2 separate regions of the Dromaius novaehollandiae genome follow, and region 2 is linked to region 1. The links are chromatin contacts, called in public Hi-C maps. All regions are on one chromosome and are shown on one strand. The core of a region is the stretch at or near the end of the contact, and the rest is flanking DNA. Distances in the headings are between cores, read along the strand shown. Region 1 has its middle 30 kb from the start of MOCS1. Region 2 overlaps LOC112995916 (a long non-coding RNA gene).

What was found. A called contact is a pair of places that touch in the nucleus more often than the background predicts.
Region 2: a contact with region 1 is called in a Hi-C map of brain, with 3 times the contacts expected there. The contact joins two enhancer-like sites.

What each region holds. Positions count from the first base shown.
Region 1 is chr3:95,622,513-95,628,039 of bDroNov1.hap1, reverse strand. No RefSeq gene overlaps it. Among named protein-coding and RNA genes, the nearest start is that of MOCS1, 30 kb to the right of the region's middle. Within about 2 kb of position 2,714, at least 2 of the 2 cell types and tissues checked have open chromatin away from gene starts, as enhancers often do.
Region 2 is chr3:96,314,018-96,319,544 of bDroNov1.hap1, reverse strand. The region is part of intron 1 of LOC112995916 (a long non-coding RNA gene); the gene reads left to right. Among named protein-coding and RNA genes, the nearest start is that of LRFN2, 210 kb to the right of the region's middle. Within about 2 kb of position 2,479, at least 2 of the 2 cell types and tissues checked have open chromatin away from gene starts, as enhancers often do.

The DNA of each region.
Region 1 (5,527 bases), core at 1,465-3,964:
CCACCAGTTGCTCTTCATATCCCTCTAGGAGCAGTAACAGTCTTTACAAAGCAGTTTACAGGAGGACAATAGTGTATTTTTTTCCATAGTACTGGGGGGGTGAGAGGTTCTAGGAACAGGTGAGTCTTGATGTGCTTTTCTTGGCTTGAGCTAAGATGTTACTACAGCAGTTATGAAAGGATGTGCACCTTTAGCTGAAAGGTAGTAGGCTTGTAGGGCCAAAGGCCCTACTTGTGGTTCTTGCTGATGATTCTACTTACAGGTGGACATCTCCTGTATGGTACTGCTACTCAAGCACAAAGCTGCTGCTGTTGCCTTGTAGGCAGGAAATGGATTAAGTATTGAAAATGTGAGATCCCTTGAGATCCTATAAGAGGTGAGTGAGTAACTTAGAAGAAAAGAAACTGAAGGGAGCACAGTAGCAAACTGGAGGAAAAAGTTGGGGGTGGGAGAAAGGCTGAAAACAGCTTGGTGTGAGTCCCTGAGTGAGTATGAGGAAATGGAGCTTATCCAGTCTCTGTGTGACAAGTGTAAGGCCTTAGTTTAGCAAGCTTTTCAGTGCATTCAAATTCAGGACTGAAGGACTCTTTATGAAACAGGTAACATCTGTGCATCCAAAGCAACTTCTAAATCAGCTAATCACTCTGTCAAGTCCAATTTCAATATATCACATCTCAAAGGGACGGTACATTCTGAGTCATGCTGAAAAAAACAAGTCTTCAGGTCACCATGCTGCTTACACCTCTTATGCTCAGAAAGGTCAGACTTTGAGAAGAATGCAGGTGGATGGATGTATAATGTATAAACTCACAAACATAAGCCTAATTATAGTGGCTATGCAACTATACTGTGCCTGATTCTTTGAGCTTCTTCTATTGCCTCTGTTAGGTAATTCTGACAACCCTTTGCTGGTGACTTACTTATGGCATTCCCTAGAAAAGGGAAATCCCTGAAGCTGCCAGTGAGGGCAAATATATTCTAACACCACAACAAAGCAAAGAGGTGGAGAGGTGATGCCTTAAAATTTTGCACATGTAAGCCTGTCTCCACATCCTTTGTGCAACAGGAAACAAAGGTGCTTCCTGTTATATGATTACATTTGTAAAGGAACAACTGTTCAGTTGAGAGCAGTTTTACCTATTTTCAGAAGGGTTTTTGCTGTACTGGGGATCCCCCAAGCTGTTTCAGAGAGCTCTTCAGAGACCCCAGAGAATAAAGTGAGGTGATCCTTCAGAAAATGCGCTAATATAGCAGGATCATGAAGCACTGAAAGTGGAAAACTAGGAGTCTGGATAGCTCTGCTATTTTTCCACTTCTACTACTAATTTCCTGAGTAGCTTTGAGCAATGGAATTGATCTTTGCAAGGTCCGCTTTCTAAAAAACAGTACTCCTGGTACTTCCTTACTATGTGAAGAATGTTGAAATGCTTGGAGAGAAGGGCCCATGCTATGAAAGAGCATCTCCCCTCATTAAACAGAGTGCCCAGGTCAAGTCAAGGGAAGTTGGAGAAGTTCTGTCACTTTACACTAGTTCAGACAGAGCCCTGTAACCTGAGATGCAGATGCATACAACAAATATATATCAAACATTTTTAAGTGTCTTAAGAAATATTTGAAGTTTAAGCTTTACCTCACTAAAATCTACACCAAGGTGCCCATTGAGTAGATCTAGGATGAGTTCATACTTCAAAGTAGCAGACATATAACTCAGTGATGTTACAGCTGCAGCACAATCATGTTCTATGCTAAGCACTGATCATCTAGATTAGGTACATGTGAGTTAAAGCAAGCTCTGTCCTTTCTGTCCATGCACACTGCTTCCCGCAGTGGCAAGAAAGGCATGAGCAGAGCCTCAGGAGGTTGATGTATGCTTTGGAGCAAGGCTTAGGTTCATCTGCACATGACTAGAACCTGGGCCTTGATGGGTTGCTCCCGGGCTCTGCACAGCCGTGGAAACCACCAAAGCAGCTCACACTTTTGCAAGGCAGAGCCCTTTCACACATCAGTGCTACTGTGTGCTGAAAACCTTGGCCGTGCCAAAGCAAAGCATTTATGCATATGCTTAAGTGCTAGGATGCTCCTGCTGTAGTCAGCAAGGGTCTTCATGCAGGAGATTAAAGGCTATCACATACTTAAGAGCTTTGCTGCCTCAGGGACAACAGGTGCCATGCCTTGAGTGCTGGAGGTGTGATCACATGCACAAGTCTAGTACTCATATGGCCATATTCTGCTCTCATTTACACTGATGTAAACCTAGAATAACTTCACTGAAATTAGTGGCATTACTTTAGCTTATATCAGTGTGCAATAGCACCAGAACTTAACTCAGACTGTATTAACTGTCTCTTATTGTGCTCTGCGCTTCTGAGGATGCCTTTGCCAGAATTGCTAAATTTCTGCAGAACTGTCTATTATTTGGGACAACTGAGAGATTTCCATCTCTGTAATATTAATTTATTTGCTTTTATCAGCATTGCCCTGAGGAACCATCTTTCATCCTTGCAATAGAGATATTGATAGGTTCCCTACCATGTATACTGGTTTCCTTTCACTATTTGAACAGAAAACATTTATAGAGCAGATATTACTTTAATCTGGAAAATACACCCCACCAGCCAAGACGCTATTGTTTTCATGGCTTAGCTGAGATGCTCTTGCTCGCTTTTCCCTAGTAACAGTTTTGGCTGTTGAAAGAAACATTGAACCAAAGAGATCTCAGGGCATCTAGTGGTTCACAGGGAAAACTACATCTTCACGCCAGCGGTCTGTGGATGAACTGTCTGCATTAACAAATGGGGAGAAGAGTGTCACCTATTCCAGCCCTGGTTAGCAGCAAGTCTCTGGCTTCAGTCACAAGAGTTCAGCCTCTTAAAAGGCACGTATTAAAAATGAAGTGTTGTGATACGGAAATGCTGCTTACTCCCACAAGAACTGTCCTTCTGAGGATGGAAGTACAGGAGATCAAGTATAGCTGCCATAGTCACGTAGGTACCATTCAAACCCTTATTCATGTCCAACTACTTGCAAATAGCTTGGCTAACAGCGCTGGTTTTGCAGACTATTAAGAACTTCTTGAAGATATTGACTATATGGCCTAAAGCTATACTGCTAGGGGCTTCTTTCTAAGCTCTGCATCTTGCATGCAATTGTTATAATCTCAGTATCCAGAGGCTCCAGCTGAGGCCAGGGCTTTGTTGTGCCAAGCACTGAACAAATATATCATAAAGGAGAGCCCCAGGTCCAAATTAACAGTCTGAAAGAAACTGAGGTGAAAGGAATAGCAATTCATGTGTAGAAACAGACATTTTAGTACAAGGAAATAACACAGGATAGAGATGAGCAGGCAAACAGAAGTGATAATTAGTTTCCATTTATTTATGTCCATCACTTCCCCCAAACGCCTGTCTAGAGTTCCCCATGCTTGAACTGTTACCCTTTGTTTCTCGTTGTACAAGATAAAGTGCAGGTGCTCTGATTTAAATGCTGTGGCTGGGCAAGCAACAAGTACACTTCCTTCTTGATTATAAATTAGATCCATACACACTATAAGAAGTGAAAAGCATTTTATTAAGCTTGCAACTTTGCAGTGTAGCAAAGTTAGAAAGTGGTAGAATGATGGTAGTACACAGAATTTCAGTTCAATTCTCTTGTGTCTCTATTACGGCACACTTCAGTTCCATGATTGCATGCTATTTTTCTCAGCAGCCCCCTGACATATATTGCAGACCTGGGCTGAACTGATCATCAAAATTATGCATGGCAACTAGCAGGGAAGCTGTCAGCTACTGCCAAGATCTACTCTGAATTCAGTAATGCTAGCAAAAATGAGGGGCCTGCAGTTTACCTGACCAAAGTTAGACTTACAGATCAGTGTATATGTACTGTTTTCCAAAAGAGCATTTGTGCGCCAGAATCGCTCTGAATGTAACAGGGAAGGCATATGCCAAATACCTGATCAGCATGCTTATCGGACAGCAGATAGTCTAATACATGAACTTTTTCTGCAGCCCCTTTGCAAATACATCATGCAATGACAGAACATACGTTCCTGTATAAAGCAAGTCAAGGCTAGTATACTTTGGATGCTAGCCACTGGATGAAATGCAGTCAGTTGCTGTTGGCACGGGAATATACTAATGCTGTGCTGTTTGGTGTCTGCCACTGCTAAAGTAAAGAAACCTAAATGATGGTTCTGCTACTAAGTCAAGGATTGGCAAGGAAAATCAAAGATGAATGGGCTGAAAAAGACAGGCACACGTTGGAGTAAAAGTGAGTAGTGATGAGTAGAATTACCCAAGCTGCTTTATTACTAGCAATTAGTAGAACTTCTTCTCTTCAAAGGCCATTTGTTCTTGGAGCAGAGAGATTAGAGAGGTGTTTCTGCTCTGGGGTAATATACAGCAAGGTATCCATGAATTCCCAACCGATCATGGATTTGCATTTCCAGCAGGTAATTTTATCAAATGTTATTCCATTTAAATGGCACTACCAGTAGATTATTCTTCACCATGTTAAAAAAGCAGCATGAGATGTGAGTGACGGAATATAGCTATTTTATTGAGATGACTGAGTCCAGGTTGATGGCAAATGATGATACCACTGATAGCAAATACCTCAGAGAGACAGCAGCACAGAGCAAACCAGAGTGCTTGAATTCATTTCAGAGTGAAAGTATTCTGGTTAGTAGGGATATTTAAAAGGACTGAGAGACATACATCATGACATAGGCCTAAAGCAAAAATGACTGCAACCATGCAGCCTGTACTGATTTGATCACTGGAATTCTACTTGAGGAAGAAAAATAGACTTAAGATAATGTTAGATATTATAAAGAAATACGATTATTCAGAGTTGTTATAACAAATAATATTATTAAGAGGTGCATTTTAATGGTGGATGCACCTGTTAAGATGCCCCTGTTAAGAGTCTGGGTTCCTGCTCCAGGATAGCTAGTGAAAAAAGGCACTGCTCATATTACTAAACAAGGATATGTTCCACGCATACCTGTCCATTCTTATTCAGGGGTTCTCTAATGGAGGGTTGTGCATATACGTAATACAGCAATATTGCCCTCTCCCTGTAACTCCAGCTTGAGGTCTCTGCCAATCGATTTCCAGTAAGTTCAAACAAGAAGCAGCTTCTTTTTATCCGTCAAAGTTGCGCAAAGGAAAAAAGGTCTTCACAATCGTTCAGACAGATTCTCTTTAGAGTCATTTCTTGCTCTCTGCTGGGGATTTTGTTTGTGTGCATGTAGCTTTCTGTTATGAAAACAAATATCTGAAAAAGAAACCCTAAAATGGATCCTTTAGGAGAGGATAATCAACAGTCATTTCTCCATCAAAACTGTTTTCTTGTAAAAGCATAAACTGCATTATGCGTGGCCTTCTGATACTTTCTGCTTCCTCTACAATATATGAAACTGCTCATAATAGCATGAAGAGAATGGGATTGTAAGAGTGAGATCATAAGGTTATTTTACAACTGTACCAGAAAAGATTGTTTAATAAGTCCCCTGCAGCAGAGCCTA
Region 2 (5,527 bases), core at 1,230-3,729, 690 kb before region 1:
TTCTCGTGATGTATGAATGAAATGACTGTGTAGTTATCAGCTCATATCCACCTTAGGCAGGAGAGGAGCTTGTTTAAAAATAATTCAAAATGCAAAATAATGTATTCAGCTCCAAGCTGAATTTTCTTAATTGTGGTATTCTGATAAGGGTGCAGGCTTTGTTATCTCCCATTGCTCCATTAAGATTACAATAAATGTTTGCAATGGACTTTTTATATGCGGGAATCCCTTGACCTGGTGAAAGAAAAGAATACACTGACCCTTCTGCCACCTACCATGTATATTATTAAATAAATGGGTTATGGGCTGCATACTTCTCAGCAAAGGCTCAGGTTCAAATCACAGGGCTCTTTCTGCAGCAGTTGGAGATGGCTGAATATAGAAAAGAATTTTGTTCAGCTGTGGACCTAGGGGAAATATTGGACTGCAGCAAGATGTGATTCAGGGGTATGAAGCTAGAGAAGTGTTACAGTTTTCTGCTTTCTATGTACCAGGCTTTTTCATTTTTAAGTTTCTGCCATCTGCGGAGACAGCTGCCATTTTGCGTGGAAGAGCTGAGGCAGTTAGGGATAAAAAACACATGGGGTCACATTCTTGCTATGGTATCTTACTTCAACTCTTTCCTTCACTGTTTTTTTTTCCCCATGTTCTAAGTAAAAAACATTTGGCTTGAGGGTAAGAAATTGTTCTCTGTAGGTAGCAACCATTAACACTAATGAAACTTTGTGATCAAGCTGCATTTGAAGAATACCGTGGGTGTCACTCACACGTCCTACTTATCACTCTGTGCAGTACTCCTATAACTCCAAGCAATCCTAATTGTGATTTGGACCCACTGTGCTAGGCCCTGTGCAAACATTGCAGAAGAACCTTTCTTGCTCTGAAAGCTTCCTTGCTCCAAACATCATTTGTTTATGAAACATATAGCACCTTCAAAATAACTGTATAAATACACTTGTAATTCCCTACAGCATCCCAGATCCCAGAAAAGCAATGGAAGCAGAATCACTAATGCAGATCTGGCGTAGACAAAGGCATCAGCATGGTGAGGTAGTTATTAGCTTTGCTGTTGTTGTTATGATTAATATTACTTCCCGAGTGCAGATGGAATAAAGTGCCTATTTAGGTTTCAGGTTCTAGTCTCAAATGTCTTCTATATCATGAATCCAGGGGGAAATGGATTTTTCATTTAGCAGAGTCCAGATGTAAGCTCTATTGTGGCAGCTCAGAGGGAAAAGAAGGGGGAGTAAAGATGCTGCTCTGATTCCTGCATCTTTCCATACTCTCCCTGGTGTTATACGTCTCACGCTTTGTAAAAGCAGTACTCTTCAAACAACGAATCAGTATGTAGGCTTGACAGTTTCTTCTCCTTTCCTCCTAAGGAAAGGAAAGTTCTTGTCTTTTTCTCTTGCTTTTCCACCCCTCACCCCTTTTCCCAGGCAAGCAGAGCTCTCTGTTGTGTTCAGTGCACCCCTCTGTCAAGATTTTAGCAGGGATTAAAAACATAATGTAACACACAAATGTCTTGTCTTGTTCCCCAATACTTGGTGGAAACATAATGCTACTTCTTCATATTTCATGTCAAGAGTTTTCAGTTAGCTTAAATTCTCAACAGCAACACCATTTTGATTTGACCAGTGTTTCTATGAACAGAATTGGATGGATTTTCATCTTTTTATAAAGAAGTAGCTGAAATTCAGATGCAAGGTATAATTTCCTTTGAAGAGATAATGGCAACAACAACGCATGCATTGAATAAACTAGCTTAAAATCTGTCTTTAAAAATAATACTGTATTCTACAGTAATGGTCAGAAACCACATATAACAAGTTTACTACACATTGTGAGCTACTGATCCAAGAAACTATAGTTTCTCTAGCAACAGAAAGGAATAAAAAGGAAAGTTAGGAAAAAAACTCAAAAAGCAAAGCTTTTTTCCCCACAACTGCTGAGTTTTTATTTCTGTTGTAGGTTCTTCTCTTCTCTTCTCTTCTCTTCTCTTCTCTTCTCTTCTCTTCTCTTCTCTTCTCTTCTCTTCTCTTCTCTTCTCTTCTCTTCTCTTCTCTTCTCTCTTCTCTTTGCCCCTCAGCCTTCATACCTTTTCACATTTTGCATGGTACTTTTTTGCACAACTTTACAACTCCATTTCACCTTCTGTACTCAACCTGTATCATTTCCTGTTTCCTGTTCCTTTATTGTCATTATATTTGAAATGAAAGGATCCATATTCAGCACTGTAATGATATGATCACCACTTCCAAACTCATCTCCTCCTTCTGTGAGGTTTCCTGATTTTTTCTGGCAGGGTAAAGAGCTTCATTACTTCTCATCCTTCTTCCAGATTAATTTAACTTTCAGTTCTCATCTAAAACTTTCTTCCTTGTCCTTCCCCTTTCCCCCAAGCACACACATACAGAGTATATGAATGAGGTTTGGAAAGAACCAGCTGACTGCACAGGCATTTTTCCCCTTCATATTCTCTTTGATGTGAGACTGTGCTGACATATTTTCACTGCCTGGTACTGAAGAAGAGGAAGTTTCATGCAGTAAATCAAATGTTGCACTGCTGGGTCTTAAAATGATAATACTCTGGGGGCCTGGGAGGAATTTAATTAATCAAGTCAGTATACAGGTCTGTGAGATCTAGGTCCAGGAAACAATGCAGAAAGAATCATAGAGAGCAAAGCACTCGATGAGTGTAATAAATCAAATTTTAAGTGTCAAATATGACATTTGACTTGCTGCCAACATGTGTATGTAAATTAGTTAAATATGGTTAAAATGAACTGGATAATCACAGAAAATACATCTGGAAAGGACCTCAGGAAGGTATATAGTTTCTCCTGCCCCAGTGCAGGATCTCACATATATAACCTATTCCTGGAAATATTTCTCTAATCCACGCTTAAAAGTCTCCAGTGCTGGAGATTCCACATCTTTCTCAGGCAATCCTGTACAGTGTTTTTATTGTCAGAAAGTTGTCTCCTGGTGTTTAAGCTCCATCTCTTTCATTGTACTGTGTCTAAATATCCTTGTAGAAAAGTGATTCTGACCTCACCTCACCTCACATCTGTTTAAATCACAATAACTTAACTGAAGTCAACAGTGTGAATCCATCAGAAGGTGAGAAGTAGACCATTATCTTTTAAAATCCTCTCAGTGGTGCTAGAGGAGGTAATACCACACTGAGCATGTGCATCTCATACTGGGACTTGGACAAACCTAGTAACACAACAGGGAGCTTCTTCTGCAAGTACTTTCTGAAAGCAATTTTTTAAGCATGTATGTGAGCTGTATGAGCACATACCTAACATGAGCTGATACCATGTTCACTTGGCCTTGAACTTTCTAGCAACTTTCAAACAAACTAGTGTCTTTGTGTTATGAATTTCTAGCCTAAATCAGGCTTTTTGAAGCCTGTGATGTCCCAGACAACTGGAACAAGCTTGTCCTCTCTCACAGAAAAATTCTTAGGACAAGGAACATGTGTGACGTTATTTGGTCTGTCTTGACCAGTAGTTAAGGCTCCTTCAAAAGCGTGAGGCACTTCCAGATCCTTGCTGGTCAGCCTAAGAGTGTTGAATCCCCTTGGGACCCAGTGCTTTCCTGTGCATCCCTGCTTCCTGCTGCCAGAGTGAGGTGTCTGCAGCAGCCTCAGAAAGCCTGGGTGCGTGTCACAGGGCAACCCTTGCACCGTCTCCTACTTCCCCTGAGCACTGGAGCACTCCCACACAACGGTCTCACATGGCAGATTGTTATTACCTGCTGCCTGCTGGAAGAGCAATGAGGGAGCCAGGCGACTTGTGGAGAGTGAGTAAGCACAAGCAGCACGTTCTGGCTTTTGAGCAAGGAATGCTAATGAGAAAGAAAATGATAAATATTTGCGTTCATGGTTTTTTGTTTCACTTGCTTGTGCTTTACACTCAGGGAACATTTTCCTTGTGGTATAAAGTGCTGAGGCAAGTTGAAGAAACAAACATCTGACAGCCTCATTTGGCTAAGATTATGTATACAGAAATTCATTTCACATTTCGTTGCTCTGTGTTCAAACTAAACAACAACACCCTTCTTTGGCCTAATTTGTTTATTGTTTTTGGTCTTGGCAGTGAGGCAAACCCTAGCAAGACAAAAGATGTGGGTCCAAACTGAGCCACATCTACAAATATGCTTGAACTGTGGAGTTGTGTTTTGCTTCCACAAATCCTTTCTTTCTTTTTAGCTCCGCTTTCTCTGTTTTCTCTCTTTTCCCTCCCATCTGTGTTCAAGTTGGGCTGTTCCCTCCTTCTCCTGCACGCTGCCTGTGTGCAAGCGGTGGGGGCAGCAGTGGCCGGCACAGGAGGGACAGGTTGCTTTCAGCTTCTGTGTCTGCCACGATACTGTGCCTTGCAGCCGCTGAAAAACTCCACCCCAACCACAACCCCCAGAGCCCTCGGTCAGCACCTGGCTGGTCCTTTGGGGATGGAGCCAAGGAGCCCCTCAAGTGTGTGAGGAGTCCACACAAATTTGGCTGGGGAACTCCAAAACCTCACGACTGAGCATGAGCAGCCTGAGAGATTTAGCTAGGTTTCATGTACCTTTTCCAGAAGGGAGCTAATTCCTGTACCAGAGTGTCTCAGTGGAGTGCACGTTTATTTTTTTAGCTTGAGCAAAATTCATAATGTCATTCTTGGAATGAGCAACCCTTTTTGCTCATTGACTTTTGCCCTCAGAAGATTTTGTCTTAGTGAAAGTGAGTGAAAGTGAGGGCAGATGAGCAGCCTGGGGAATGTTGATGAGAATGATCATGTTTAGGGAATGAAATCGGCAACTGAAGATAGCGTCTCTTTTAAAGATATACTTCTAATGGGAGGAATTTCATAATCATTGTCTGAGGCAGTGTTATCAGCACTAATGATAATGCTCAAAAGTAAATCTGAGTCTCTCACACTGAATTCCAATACGCTTTCTTTAATGGCTATCAATATTAGCTCCAAGTTCCCTGGCAAATCCTAAAAGCCATTCATAATTTCCTTTCGGTTAATTTTTATCTGAAGACGTTCAGTGTAGCTGATGCATTTTTGTTTGTTTGTGTGTATGAAATTACGTAACATAGATGCCTCTATTTCTGTGTATTGCAACTTTATATTTCTAGGAGCTTCACTTGAGTCCAGAGATGGAAATGATTTGATTATGGTTTCTATAGCCTTCTACTTGAGTGAAAACATTAAAGTCTATACTTTTTCCTATGGACTTTAGTTTTGTCCTTTCTTGATGTCTTTTGATTTAAAATAGAAACTATAAAGACTAGAAGAGTATGGCGGATATTAGTGCATAACAGAATTTCAATTCAGAGGCAAAATTAAATGAATATTTCTATAGGGTTATGTAAAGATGCAGATAAGGTGAATGCAGAATTGTTATTCACTAAATCCTTCAGTGTTAGAACTAAGGAGCACTTGACGAAAGTAATAAGAGATGAGCTTAAAACCAATTAAAGAAAGTATGTATGTCTCACACAGTGGGTGGTGGTGAACTTCTGGAAGTTCTT